Regions from separate parts of the Rattus norvegicus genome. Here region 1 is linked to region 2. Evidence: chromatin contacts called from public Hi-C data. All regions are on one chromosome and are shown on one strand. Each heading gives the region's core, a stretch centred on a gene start, on an enhancer-like site or on the middle of the called end of the contact. The rest is flanking DNA. Distances are from core to core; before and after follow the strand shown. Region 1 holds the start of Zfp330 (zinc finger protein 330). Region 2 has its middle 32 kb from the start of Rnf150.

Evidence for each region. A called contact is a pair of places that touch in the nucleus more often than the background predicts.
Region 1: a Hi-C map of the A7r5 cell line shows a contact between it and region 2, with 4 times the contacts expected there. The contact joins the promoter of Zfp330 here to the enhancer-like site in region 2. A contact is called at or near these places in 4 of 12 Hi-C or Micro-C datasets (the A7r5 cell line, Schwann cells, kidney and 1 more).

Annotation. Positions count from the first base shown.
Region 1 is chr19:42,216,683-42,223,252 of GRCr8, reverse strand. It overlaps Zfp330 (zinc finger protein 330), which reads right to left and starts at 5,040. Exons shown (of 10, transcript NM_001108443.1): 1 at 4,701-5,040; 2 at 3,528-3,659; 3 at 2,018-2,037; 4 at 1,480-1,550; 5 at 321-400. The coding sequence starts at 3,647.
Region 2 is chr19:42,162,115-42,168,120 of GRCr8, reverse strand. No RefSeq gene overlaps it. Among named protein-coding and RNA genes, the nearest start is that of Rnf150, 32 kb to the right of the region's middle. Within about 2 kb of position 3,595, at least 8 of the 93 cell types and tissues checked have an H3K27ac peak or open chromatin away from gene starts, as enhancers often do. A contact at or near this core is called in the A7r5 cell line, where this site is marked.

The DNA.
Region 1 (6,570 bases), core at 3,791-6,290, 54 kb before region 2:
GTTAAAATAGCATAAAATAAAATTAAAAATAAAGAACTCGGGGTTGAGGATTTAGCTCAGCAGTAGAGTGCTTGCCTAGCAAGCGCAAGGCCCTGGGTTCGGTCCCCAGCTCCAAAAAAAAAAAAAAAAAAAAAAAAAAAAAAAAAGAACCCAAAGTTGGGAGGCTAGAGATGGCATGGACATCTGGGAAGAGGTGGAATCATACTGTATGAAATTCTCTAGGAATTAGTAAAAATTATTTTTAAAACATTAAAATATGGGTTAAAATGACTTAATCCTACCCTTGGAAGCCCACTACACCACGGGTAAATGCCACTTACCACCATGGCGAGGCCAGTGCTGTACACGCCAGCATGCTTGATGACGCAGTCTGAAGACTTCATCATGCACTTGGTCTTTCCTGGTGAGAAGAATGTACATATATACACACCATTAGCCCTACTCACAGCACGTACAGAAAGTGTCCTCAAGTTCCTCTTTGATCTAACTCAAGTGCCTATGGAAATGTTTTCAAAAATTTAAAAATGAAAGGTTAGTTTCCCATTTACACAAATAAAAGAATTACATACATACATATACACTATCATTACCTTAGTCAGATCTTGAGAGATCAGAAATGTATTTATCCATAAAGGTTGTTATATAATGGAACATGCTAATCCATGCTTGCAATAAAAGCAGAAGTTCCAGGTTATGAACTGAAATCCAGTGATCATTTTGGCAGTTTCAAATCTTATAAAATTCAAGTGAATCAAAAGATTGCAAAACCACGCTTTAAAATGAATTTTATATTCATAAATCACAATACAAACTGCCTGGCTCGGACATACCAGTTATTTCTTGCCACAAACTGTCAAAAGGCACAGTAAATGATTATAGAGCCTAATTGTTACACTTAGGTTTACTCATACACAGATATGACCGCAGAGCCTGGAATGCACTCGTCTACAAGTTACGAGTTACATCCACTTGCATTGAGTACAGCAAAGGCAGTTGAGTCTCTCTTCTCCACTAGCTGTGGAACTGAATAAGTGACCTCTTGGAAAACTAGAACAACACTAGAAACTCCCACATGTAGCCCTAACCACTAACCTGCAGCACATCAATGACACCCCCAACCGGCTCCAGTTGAACCCATCCCCATCTAAGTAGAGGTACGACTTGCTCGTGCAGAGAAGCTTGCAGTATGTCTGGAGTAAAGCTGACTAGGTTGCCTAAGGCAAGTCTCCATGAAGACACAGCAGAAATGTCAAGACGGGGAGACCTGGCAAAAACTGCACACTCAGTGTAAGTGTGTCTTCTCATCAGACCTGCTAGTAGACTGAGAGCCTGTGGAGGCTACTTAGGAAACACCATGATTTCCTCTCTCAGAAATACCACTGGGTTTTATTTTGAATTGGGAACAGCTCCTCCTAGACTTGGTGACTGCCACGCAGACACTTGATTGATAAAGACATGCCTTCATGGCTGTGTACTTACCACACTGTGCACAGATTGGTAACTTCTGAACAGAGTTACAAAAATAGCAAAATGCTCTATTCTTCTGCCGCCTTGTCATGTAAAACAAAAAGTTTTAAATAGGGTCAATTTCATATAAAGGATGAGACCAATTATCCCTGTGTTGACTAGTACTTCATCACCTTAACATAAACTAGAGTATCTGAGAAGGAGCCTCAGTTGAAGTCTGCCTCCATCAGACTGGCTACAGCCAGTGTCCGCAGAGCATTTTCTCAACTGCTACTTGATGGAGGAGGACCTACTGTCCGGTGGGCAATGCCAACCTGGCAGGTGGTCCTGGGTTGTACAAGGGTAGTTAAACCTGGGTCTGGAGCACACCAGTAAGCAGCTTTCCTCCATGGTCTCCGCATCAGTTCCAGCCCCAAGGCTCTGGCCTGGAGCTCCTGCGCTGGCCTCCCTCATCAAAGTATGATGGAGTGAACCCTTTCCTCCCCAAGGGTTATATCACAGCAACAAAGAGCACATAGGACAATCTCATCCAGAAAGAAAGAAAACTTACCTCTGACACTTGTCACATTCCTGTAAAATTTAAAGCAGAACATTAATTGTCTGCTGGATGAAAATGGAACATTTACTTACATCATACAGATTATTTTCTTTCCCAAATCAGAATGTAACTGGTTCTACATCCCAAATCCAGTTCAAGCCATGTGTTTAAGCTCTTGTACATACTCCACTAGCAAGGGTAAACAAAAGGTTACATTCTGTGATCAATAATGGGGAAAAGCCGTATTACAAAAGGAGTTAAATATAGTAGATTCCCTTGTGGTTGTTTTAAAGAAACCCAATGCTAGAGAAAACAGACACAAGTCCCTGCTCAATTTTCTCTTTTAATTAAAACCATCCTATTTGCCTATATTGAGTGGATGCTAGAAATAAACGGCATGAAACAGTGAAGCTCGTAAACTATCCACATTAGAGGGGGCTTCTGAAGCTCTCTAGTCAGGTCTACACTAGAGTCAAGCCACCATTGGTCAGCCTTTCGCCAGTATGTTCCGGTCTCTTCTCCCTATGCCTCTACTCCTTCCCCTTTACTGAAATACGAAGATCTACTCCATGGCATGCACTTATGTACGCCAGTCACGGTCCTGTCTGTGAGCACTCCTCTTTTCTCAAAAGAACCTGACAGTTCCCACTGTCACATTTATACCATGGAATCTGACAGAGTACACCATAAATCAGTCCCGGGACAAAAAAAGGACACAAGCCCATCCTATGAGAACTCTTTCCCTCTGTGACCTTCACAATATGAGACATGATCTAAGCACACTACCTGAAACCAAGGAGCTAAACAAAGCATGGCAACCCTCAAAGGCAGGAGCAAAGAGAACGAAGGCAGAGACTGTCCCAAGGCCTAGCTGTCCCGTCTTTCATCCCTCCTTCTTCCACTACGTGGAGGTACTTTCTCCTAAGGTGAAATGTGTTTCTGTCATTCATAAACCAATGGGTCCTACAACCCTAGGGAATCCTATAAACATATAAAAGAGGCTCACCATTACCAGAGTCGATACAGAGCACATCTTCCCCTGAATAATAAGCACTTGCTAAACTAAGTCATGTGGATGAAGTATTTAAAAACAATCTTCCTCGAGACCAGCCTGCTTACCATAGACAAATTAAATTAGTTAAGAACCTGGGACACATCTAGAAGTCAGGGCACTCAGCAGGAGAAATCAATGAACGGAGACTGGCTAAGAGAACATGACCAACACTGAACTAAAGAACATATTGAAAAAACTGCCCCCCCCCCCCGTTCCTGCTACCCATTTGCCTTCAATATCTACTGTCACCAGCAGTATACAAGGTGACACTCCAGGCTCGACAAGTAATACATACTCTAACCAAAAAAGGTTACTCAGTAAAGATGCTGACTACACCTCTAACAGGTTTTTCCTGTGGTGAACACGTGAGCACACTGTAGCTGATCATTCTTTTCAGATAGATCTTATACATGGTACTATGTAGTCCTTCTAGTCAACCAAACAGCCCTTGTTTTAAAAGCCTCTCACCATTGAAGCATTGCACGGGTGCTTGGCTAGGTCAACGGTACTTCTTGATGCTCTGAGTTGTTTCTCTCGTTCGCGGCGGTTTTCTGCCTTCTTCCTTGCTCCAGTCTTCTTTTTCGGCATGTTCCCTTCTTTCTAAACAGGAAAACCGAACAGCCATAACTGCTGGGTTCAGTTACACAGTGTTTAGACTTTCCTTAAGTATTAAATCAACCTTTTAACTTTAAATGCACCGAATCACGTCTGAAGCCTTTAGCAACATTACACACGGATTATTCCAGCTGTAGGCTTCTAAACTAAGGCCCTCCCTGCGCTTCAAACAACTCTCAAACTGCATCAGCATCAAGGACCTCATTCTAACTGCCTGAGTAAATGTTTTTTCACCCTATTCTTCTCTTCATTCAAAAAACCGATGTGTGCACCATTATTAAGAAATGACTAAAATACTCGTTTTGTGCCAAGTTGAAATACCCATGTTGAGCTACAGTCACATCTCTAATGCTGTCCACACATAGTATTATATAGTACACTCTCACCTACATGCGGTTTACACAAATATCCAGCAAGCCAAGGGCTGACTGCAAGGTAAACCCATTTTCTCTGAGGAGACTAAGGAACTACAGTCGCTTTCGCTGCCTGTCCCTCATGCCTGGAAGCAACAGTTTTAACAAGTCAGAAGCTTAGGAGTCTGTTTTCCACACAGACATCAATCCTTACAAAACTGGTTTTCAGCACTCAGAAAACCTACAATACTGACAACCAGGCTTCTGTTTTCTCACTCTAATGCCCAATCCTTTCGGGCAGGGAAGTCTTCAGAGCTAATTAGTGGTTAATCTTCGTGGCCAAGCCACGGGGCCGTCAGTCAGTATTTAAAATTGAAGTCTGGAGCGTGTGGCTGAGTGACCAAGGGTGACCGTGGATGCATACTCTACCCACTAAGACATCTCAGAGTGATTCTATTTCTCGAATCTGTTTATGCCAACGACGAGAGGTTTCTTTCAGCTCAAGCTAGAATGCTAATGACAGCAGAGCGACACTGGGTTCCAGGCTCTGGGAGGCCTGGAGGGGGGTGGCGCGGGGAGATCCACGCGGCTCGCAACCCGCCAGCCGCCCGCGAGCCCCTCACGCCTTCCCGGCCCACTCAGTCACGCAACCTCGCGGGGACACGCCGCTCACCTCAGTGGCCGAGGACGCAGAGGCGAGGCCAAGCCGCGGGCCGGAATGGCAGACACAGCCCGTTTCCAACAGTGGGCGAGAGACCGGATATCCTGCAACGTCAGAGCACCAAGGTTGCACACGTAACCGGAAGAGTCCAGCGCGTCCCGCCCAGTTCTGCTTGCTCCGCCCCGACCTCGCCCCCTTCCGGAGGAGGGGGAGAGCTCGCCTTCCCGGAAGTGGACTTGCTAGGAAGAGAAGAAGCGCCAGCGTTGCGAGTAGCGGTCAGAGAGCCTCAGGATCTCAAGGCCTCTGCTATCTCATTCTAATTTTATTATTTTACTCAGAGAATTGAAAAGTCCAAAAGGAAAGGAGAGACGAACCCACAAAAAATTTTAAGAGGGAAAAATTACTAGCACTTTTTGCCTGATTCTTCTGAAATCCTTTTCCTTTCTCTGAACCTGACAAGCCTCACATCTCACACTTTTATTTTTCTTTGTTGTTTTCTGAGACATAATGAATGCAAGTCCGGCCTTGAAGCCACGACTCCCCTGCCTCTGTCTCTCTGCTAGGATTATAGGCATGCACATGAGAGACCACAGTTTCCCACGCCACCCCCCCCCCGCCCTTTTTGTTTTAATCTCACAACACTAATGTTCTGAGTTCTGAGGGGTCTTTTGCTTGCTCTTTGCTGTGTGCATTCTGTTCCTTTGTGAGCAAAGCTTCCCACGTTCTCTGCTTCTGCTCTGAGGCTGAGATCTGACTATACTTTCCCACAAGACTGTTTGCTTTAAATAACACTGGAGGTAAATGTTCCACTCTCACTCCCCACTTACCTTTGGGTAGAAAGTCCTTGACATTACTCCGGGTGCCGCACGCGATTATCTCTTACTGCCTGTCACCTTCTATATTTTGAGTGGAGCTGTTTTAGACTCACCCGTATTTTTGCCCTTACCTTTTAAATCCAATAGAAAACGTCTCATTTTAGTCTCTTGATTTTTTTCATCCCCATCTGCTATCACCTTTGCTACACTCCAGGAATCCACTCTCATAACCACACCTCGAACCTTATCTCAAAGAGAGCCGTTTTGTCAACGAAATCGGAACTCCAATGTCTTAGCTTACTGGGCTCCTAACCTGTCCTCTCCTGTGTTCTCTTGTTTAGTCATCTTTTTCAATTTTCCCCCCAAGTTCCACTTAATCCCATCCCACACAGTCCCATCTCACCAGTCACAATTCATCACATTTTTTTCCTACTCCTGATAATTAAATGATGTACCTGTCCTTATATTGATATTTGGGGTGGGGTGCTGATACACTGTGTCACTGAACTCAAGCCTCTCGGGATTCTCCTTCTGTCCTATATTTCCCTAATCTCTCATTCCCATTTACAACACTATCTAATCAAAACATCTTGCTTTCTTCAAGCTTCCTCCACTTGTATTAGTTTCAACAGACATCACCACCTCCTCTTTGTATAAAATGAGGGCATGACTACTCCAAGGCTCCGGTAAGGAGAGGATTTCATTATAGAAGTGAGGGAGAGTACTGCCAGAGGCATCTGAAGAGTCCAGAGCAGGGAGAGAAAGTTGTAAACCAAGCATGGTGAGCAGACTGAACCAGCCGTGAGAGGAGAGAGGGAGAGAGGGAGAGAGAGAGAGAGGGAGAGAGGGGGAGAGAAAGGAAAAAGAACAAAGAGGAGAGAGAGCCAAGAGAGGACCAGGAGATCAAAGGAGCCAGGAGAGCTCACAGAAAAAATGTCAGCATTCTATCAGAATAAAATGCTGAGGGAAGGGAAGTCCACGAGCTAGATGAGTTTAGGGGAGGGGCTGAGGTGAGATGAGCAGGCAGTCATGTGCTATTAGCTAGTAGGGGCCACACCTCACCTTCT
Region 2 (6,006 bases), core at 2,346-4,845:
AGATACCCGTCACACCCTGATGTCTAACTGTGCGGCATCCATGGTCAGATCTGAACAGGACAATAAAGACAAAGGAAACACCAACTCTGGCCCAGGAGCTACACACATCACACCAAGTCTGACTGGCAGTGGTTGTCACATGATTCAGCTGAACTAGAGAAGGATAGAAACTGGGGCAGAGGATAGAGTCAGTGAGGGAACTCTGTCTGCTGCTGCTGTCAGCAAATTACCTCAGAATCAGTGCTAGTCACAGTAGAGGAAGAAAAGGCTACAGTAAGACGAATAAAGCAGGGATGCACACATGTACATGCTTGCACAGACATGCACACATGTACACACTCGCACACACTTGCACACATGCACACACACGTACATACATGCATGCACTCACATGCACACATGTACATGCTTGCACACACATGCACTTGTATGCATCTGTGTGTATGCATACAGTTTATGCATTGTTCTCATTTCGAGTCTGCATTGTGACAGATGTCCTGATCTAAAGCCACTAAGGGGAGACAATGGTTCCTCTCATTTCACAATTCCACATCGCAGGCTATCACTGAGAAAAGTCGCAGTAGCACCCCCAGGGCCACTTGCTATTTCACAGAGCGTTCCTCACCCACAGTCAGAGACGGTCAGAGTGACCTTGGAGGGTTCTGAGAGGATGCTTATCTAGCTTTCTTTTCCTTTTTAAGTCTTTCTAATTTTATTTTATTCTTAGGTTTTCAATAATATAAGACTTATTAATTCCTCAAGAACGTCATTACCTGCTTTGATTTTTTTTTTCTGTAGTTTCTGTTGGTTGAGAGGAATCTAAGGATCCAAAGTGGAAAACCGGGAGCACCTAAGTTTTCAAACTCAGCCTCGGCCTGACTGCCTTCTTAACAGAGGGCAGGAGAAACACAAGCCACCAGGTCTCTTTGGATGTGGAGTCCAAAGGGTAAAGTCCCCTACCCCCAGCATCCCCTCAGAAAAGAGCAGGTCTTCTGGGGACATCGACCAAACACAGCATGAAAAGCTACATTAAGGCCAGACACACACCATCACACCAAGGCTGGACAAGGCAATTCAGGAGAGAGGAAAAGGGTCCCACAAGTAGGCAAGAGTCAGGGACAGCCCCTGCTCCCACTGTTAGGGTTTGCACAAGGACACCAAGTGAGATATTTTCAGGACCATTTCCTGAGGGAAAGGTATTGCACACAGAGGGCTGGGCTTTCCTCCTCCCCTACAGGCAATTTCTCAACCAACGCTTTCCTAGCAGGTGGCTCTAGGCAGTGTCAAGGTGACAGCTAACTGGAATATGCGTGATTAGTACCTAGACTCTATCCAACTTGATTTAACAACAACAACAAAATGTCTATGTTTGTAGGTAACCTCTCCCCCACACAACATCCAGACGAAAGAAGAAACATAGATCAGAAACTCATGGCCAAAGAATATGTGTCTTTCGATTCATTTTATTTTGTTTCTATAGCCTATGAGTATATCCTATATTTATATGTGTATATACGTGTACATATGTATTTTGTAGTTTGGTACATGATAATTTGAGAATAATTTTATAGAAAATAGTTCATGGATGTGTTTAAAGAAAGCAAACATGAGCTATACTTTCATATGTAAAGCGTGTCAGTGCACCGTGGTCTACACTCATTACATGGATGTACTCTTTTATTTTGCAAAGTCATCCTGTTGGGAAGGCTTATTGTCATACGGATATGCATCGACAAGGCACAGTAATGACATCATGCAGAATCTCAGGGTCACATGGTTGAAAATGACAAAGCATATGGAAGACACACTTTCAATCTCCATTAGATAACCCCGCCCCAGGCTAATGCAATGCTCAGGTCCAGAGGTCGGAGGGTGACTAACCCACAAGGGGCACATGGAAGGGTGTAGTCTGTATAGTAGGGCAATGTGAAAAGCACTATGTCAAAGCCTTTTTAAGTAGACTTAAATAAATCTCCCACCATACTACTGCATCAGAATCGGCACCCAATCAATCAGCAGGCAGGGTGTAGAGTTCTGAAGAGTCGTTGTCTGGAGCCTGTACCCTTCGGACTCCACACCCAAAGAGACCTGACGGCCGGTGTTTCTCTTGCCCTTTGCTAAGAAGGCAGTCAGGTTGAAAACCTTGATGTTCCTTGTTTCCATATTGGATCCTTAGAGTCCAGTCAACCTAACAGAAACTCCATTTACAGTCACCAAACTAGATAAGATGGATGAAGCAAAGAAGTGCAGGCTGACAGGAACCGGATGTAGATCTCTCCTGAGAGACACAGCCAGAATATGGCAAATACATAGGCGAATGCCAGCAGCAAACCACTGAACTGAGAATGGGACTCCTGTTGAAGGAATCTTAGAAAGGACTGAAAGAGCTGAAGGGACTCGAGACCCCATATGAACAACAATGCCAAGCAACCAGAGCTTCCAGGGACTAAGCCACTACCCAAAGACTATACATGGACTGACCCTGGGTTCCAACCTCATAGGTAGCAATGAATAGCCTAGTAAGATCACCAGTGGAAGGGAAGCCCTTGGTCCTGCCAAGACTGAACCCCGAGTGAACGGGATTGTTGGGGGGAGGGCGGTAATGGGGGGAGGATGGGGAGGGGAACACTCATATAGAAGGGGAGGGGTTAGGGGGATGTTTGCTTGGAAACCGGGAAAGGTAATAACAATTGAAATGTAAATAAGAAACAACCAATTTAATAAAGATGGAGAAAAGGAAAAAAAAAAGTCAAAGTGGTGATGACAGAGATCAGAGAGGTTCGTAGCTGAAGCCCGTTCTGACCATTTGGTGGCAACCATGAGAGATAAATGAAACTCATGAGGTGGCCATCCTTTAGACTTTTTAATAAGTGTGAGTAATATCAAAAGTAGAATATTATTTCATATGTGGTGGCTGTTTGAAATTCTCATTTTGGGTCTACACACAAACCGTGTTGACGGTTCCCTCACAGCTAGCTGAAGAGCCCCAAGCTGATGTGACTTCTTCTGACAGAGCCCCAAACAGCTTCGAATATCCCCTTACCTGGCCCCTACTGTGACCGCTGGCCTCTGGCCAAAGGACTCAGACTCTCTTGCTGCAGTTTGCAGACCGTTCTAAACTGACTTTGCTGAAGAATTTCTTCTTTGTGGAATATCTTTTGCTATATCCGTTTTAAGGCATATGGAACTGGCCACTTCATTATGGACCACTGACTCTAATGTTAACAAGAAGGAAGAGCTAATGGTGAGGCTTCAGTTTGCCTGTGTGAGAATGTCCAGGTAAAAAAAAGATGAATTCTAAACATCCTTCAAAATTCCTTCCTAAGGAAGAGAGCGATGGGGCAGGCAATTCTGAGAAAAGAGCTTTACTGTTACTAAAATATAACTCTACCATCTTTCCACACTGGCTTTTTTTTTTTTTTTTTTTTGGCAGGGGGAGGGAGGATGGGGGATGATAAATAAACAAACCGTCAGCTAAAAGTTAGGAATTCTTTGTGTTAAATGATTCCCCTATTAAGAATAAGCAGTGTAAAGTTTTAATCCTAAAGCCGTGGGGAATCTATACCTGTGACCCGACAACTAAGACTGACGTCATTTCCCTTGGAATTTTAAACTGGATCAAGTTTGGCTTGCTGAAAAGGCAGAGTCTCCTCGTGTGAACAAATAGTGACCTCCAGTGGCTAAAGCCGAGAATTGCAGCTATAATTTGATTATTTCCCCTCCCACTTTTAGATTTTTTGTTTTTTAATTAATTAATTAATTAATTAATTAATTAGTTTATTTACATCCCAAGTGTTGCCCCACTCCTGGTTACCCCTCACAGAGCCCATCCCCCCATTCCCTATTCCCTTCGCCTTTGAGAGGGTGGCCCCCTCCATTTACGTTCTTTGGTTGGTGGCTCAGTCTCTGGAAGCTCCTAGGGTCCAGGTTAGTTGACACTGTTGGTCTTCCTGTGGGATTGCCGTCCCCTTTAGTTCCTTCAATCCATATCCCAGTTCTTCTATGAGAGTCCCCAACCTTTATCTACTGTTTGACTGTGGGTGTCTGCGTCTGTCTCAGTCAGCCGCTGGGTGGAGCATCTCAGAGGACGGCCACGTCTGGCTCCTGTCTGCAAGCACAACATAGCATCAGTTACAGAGTCAGGGATTGGATTGGTGCCTGTCCATGGGATGGATTCCAAGTTGGACCGTTTACTGGTCAGCCATTCCTTCAGTCTCTGTTCCATTTTTGTCCCTGCATTTCTTTTAGACAGGAGCAATTTTGCGTGGAAAGTTTTGTAGGTAAGTTGGTGGCCCCATCTCTCCACTGGGGGCCCTGTTTGGCTACCAAAGGTGGTCTCTTCAGGTTCCATGTCCCCACTGTTGGACATTTTGGCTAAGATTGGGCGAATTGAGTCCTGGAAGCTGCCTCTCCCTGCCTCCCCCCGCCCCGCGCCCCCCGGATCTAGGAAGTCTAGATTTTTCTAGATTTTTCTAGATTTTTCTAGATTTTTCTAGATTGTAGGTGCTGTTTGTGTTATTTAACAAGAAATTACAGAGTGACATCTGGTGGCTGGCACAGCTCTGCGCATAGGCGGATCTTGGAGGTGACTTGGAGGTGGTGGTGGCCCAAACCCCACACCAGGTACTTTATCTCCAACCTGAGCCCTGATCATCTCGCACCCCCGAGGAACCATGTGTAAGAGTGTGCATTTGCAAACAAAAGGTGGTAACACGGCACTATAGGGTAAACCTTCTTCCTCCATGTCACGAATCATGCCCTGACTCCTGTTAGGACATACAGAATCAGTATAGGATGGGGAATAGAACAGCTGGACACAAGGTGTGTGTGTGGGGGGGGGGGCACTCCCTGAAATCTAAACATTAAACGGAGGCCAAGGGCACAGAGAAGCAAAATCAATGTCTTCCTGATTCTGGTGAGGTCAAACCTTGTAGGCTACCACTGCTTACCTGTTCCCCATCACTGTGGCTCACAGATCACCAAGTCACTCTTATTTTTCCTTCTTCCTCAGCAGACAAATTTGGCTGCATTTAAAAGGACAAGCCCAGGCTGGTGGGATCGGAAGTTTTCTCAAGAGCAGCGGTTTGAATGGCCATCCCAGCCAGGAACTCTCTTTATTACTTTATCTATCTATCTATCTATCTATCTATCTATCTATCTATCTATCTATCTATCTATCTATCCATTGATCTATCTATCCATTGATCTATCTGTCTACCTATCTATCCATCTATCTATCTATCCATTGATTTGTCTGTCTATCTATCTATCTATGTATCTATGTATCTATCTATCTATCTATCTATCTATCTATCTAGTTTTGAAGTTAAAATGAAATACTATTTCCCCTGCCTCTTTCCTCCCTCCAACACTTGCTCTTTTTCAAACCCATAATCTCTATTTTTTTGTTCTCTCTCTCTCTCTCTCTCTCTCTCGTATTTCTAAATATATAAATATACTTTGTTCAGTCCATATGGAGTGACTGTATATGTATGTATATGATTCCAGGACTGACAACATTGCATTTGTACTGGATAACTTATTAGGGGGTCTCTTCCCCAAGACTAATTATGCTCTGGGCATTCCTTACAACAACATCATGTGCTCTCTCTCTCTTTCAATGTGCTGTTGTCTTTTGGGTGTAGCAAAGCTTCATTGCTGTCAATAACCACAAGAGGACACACTTTCAACATGACAAAGGGGACAGAGAGAAAAACAGAAAGCACCTGAATTACTTTTTTTATTTTTGAAAATTTTGTGCATGGTACAATTAAACATTCTATCGACCCACACTCCATTATCCCAATACCTTCCAACATACCTGTTCTCAACTCCATGTCTTTTTTGTTTGGTTATAACCAGTTAATGCTGCCCATACACACATGGGTATGGCGCCATCCATTGGACCATAGGGACCCTGCCAGGGGTCACATCCTCAATAATGAATAATACTCCTTTCCCCAGTCAAGTATCCGTTGTCATAGCTCCCCAGCAAGCCATGCCATT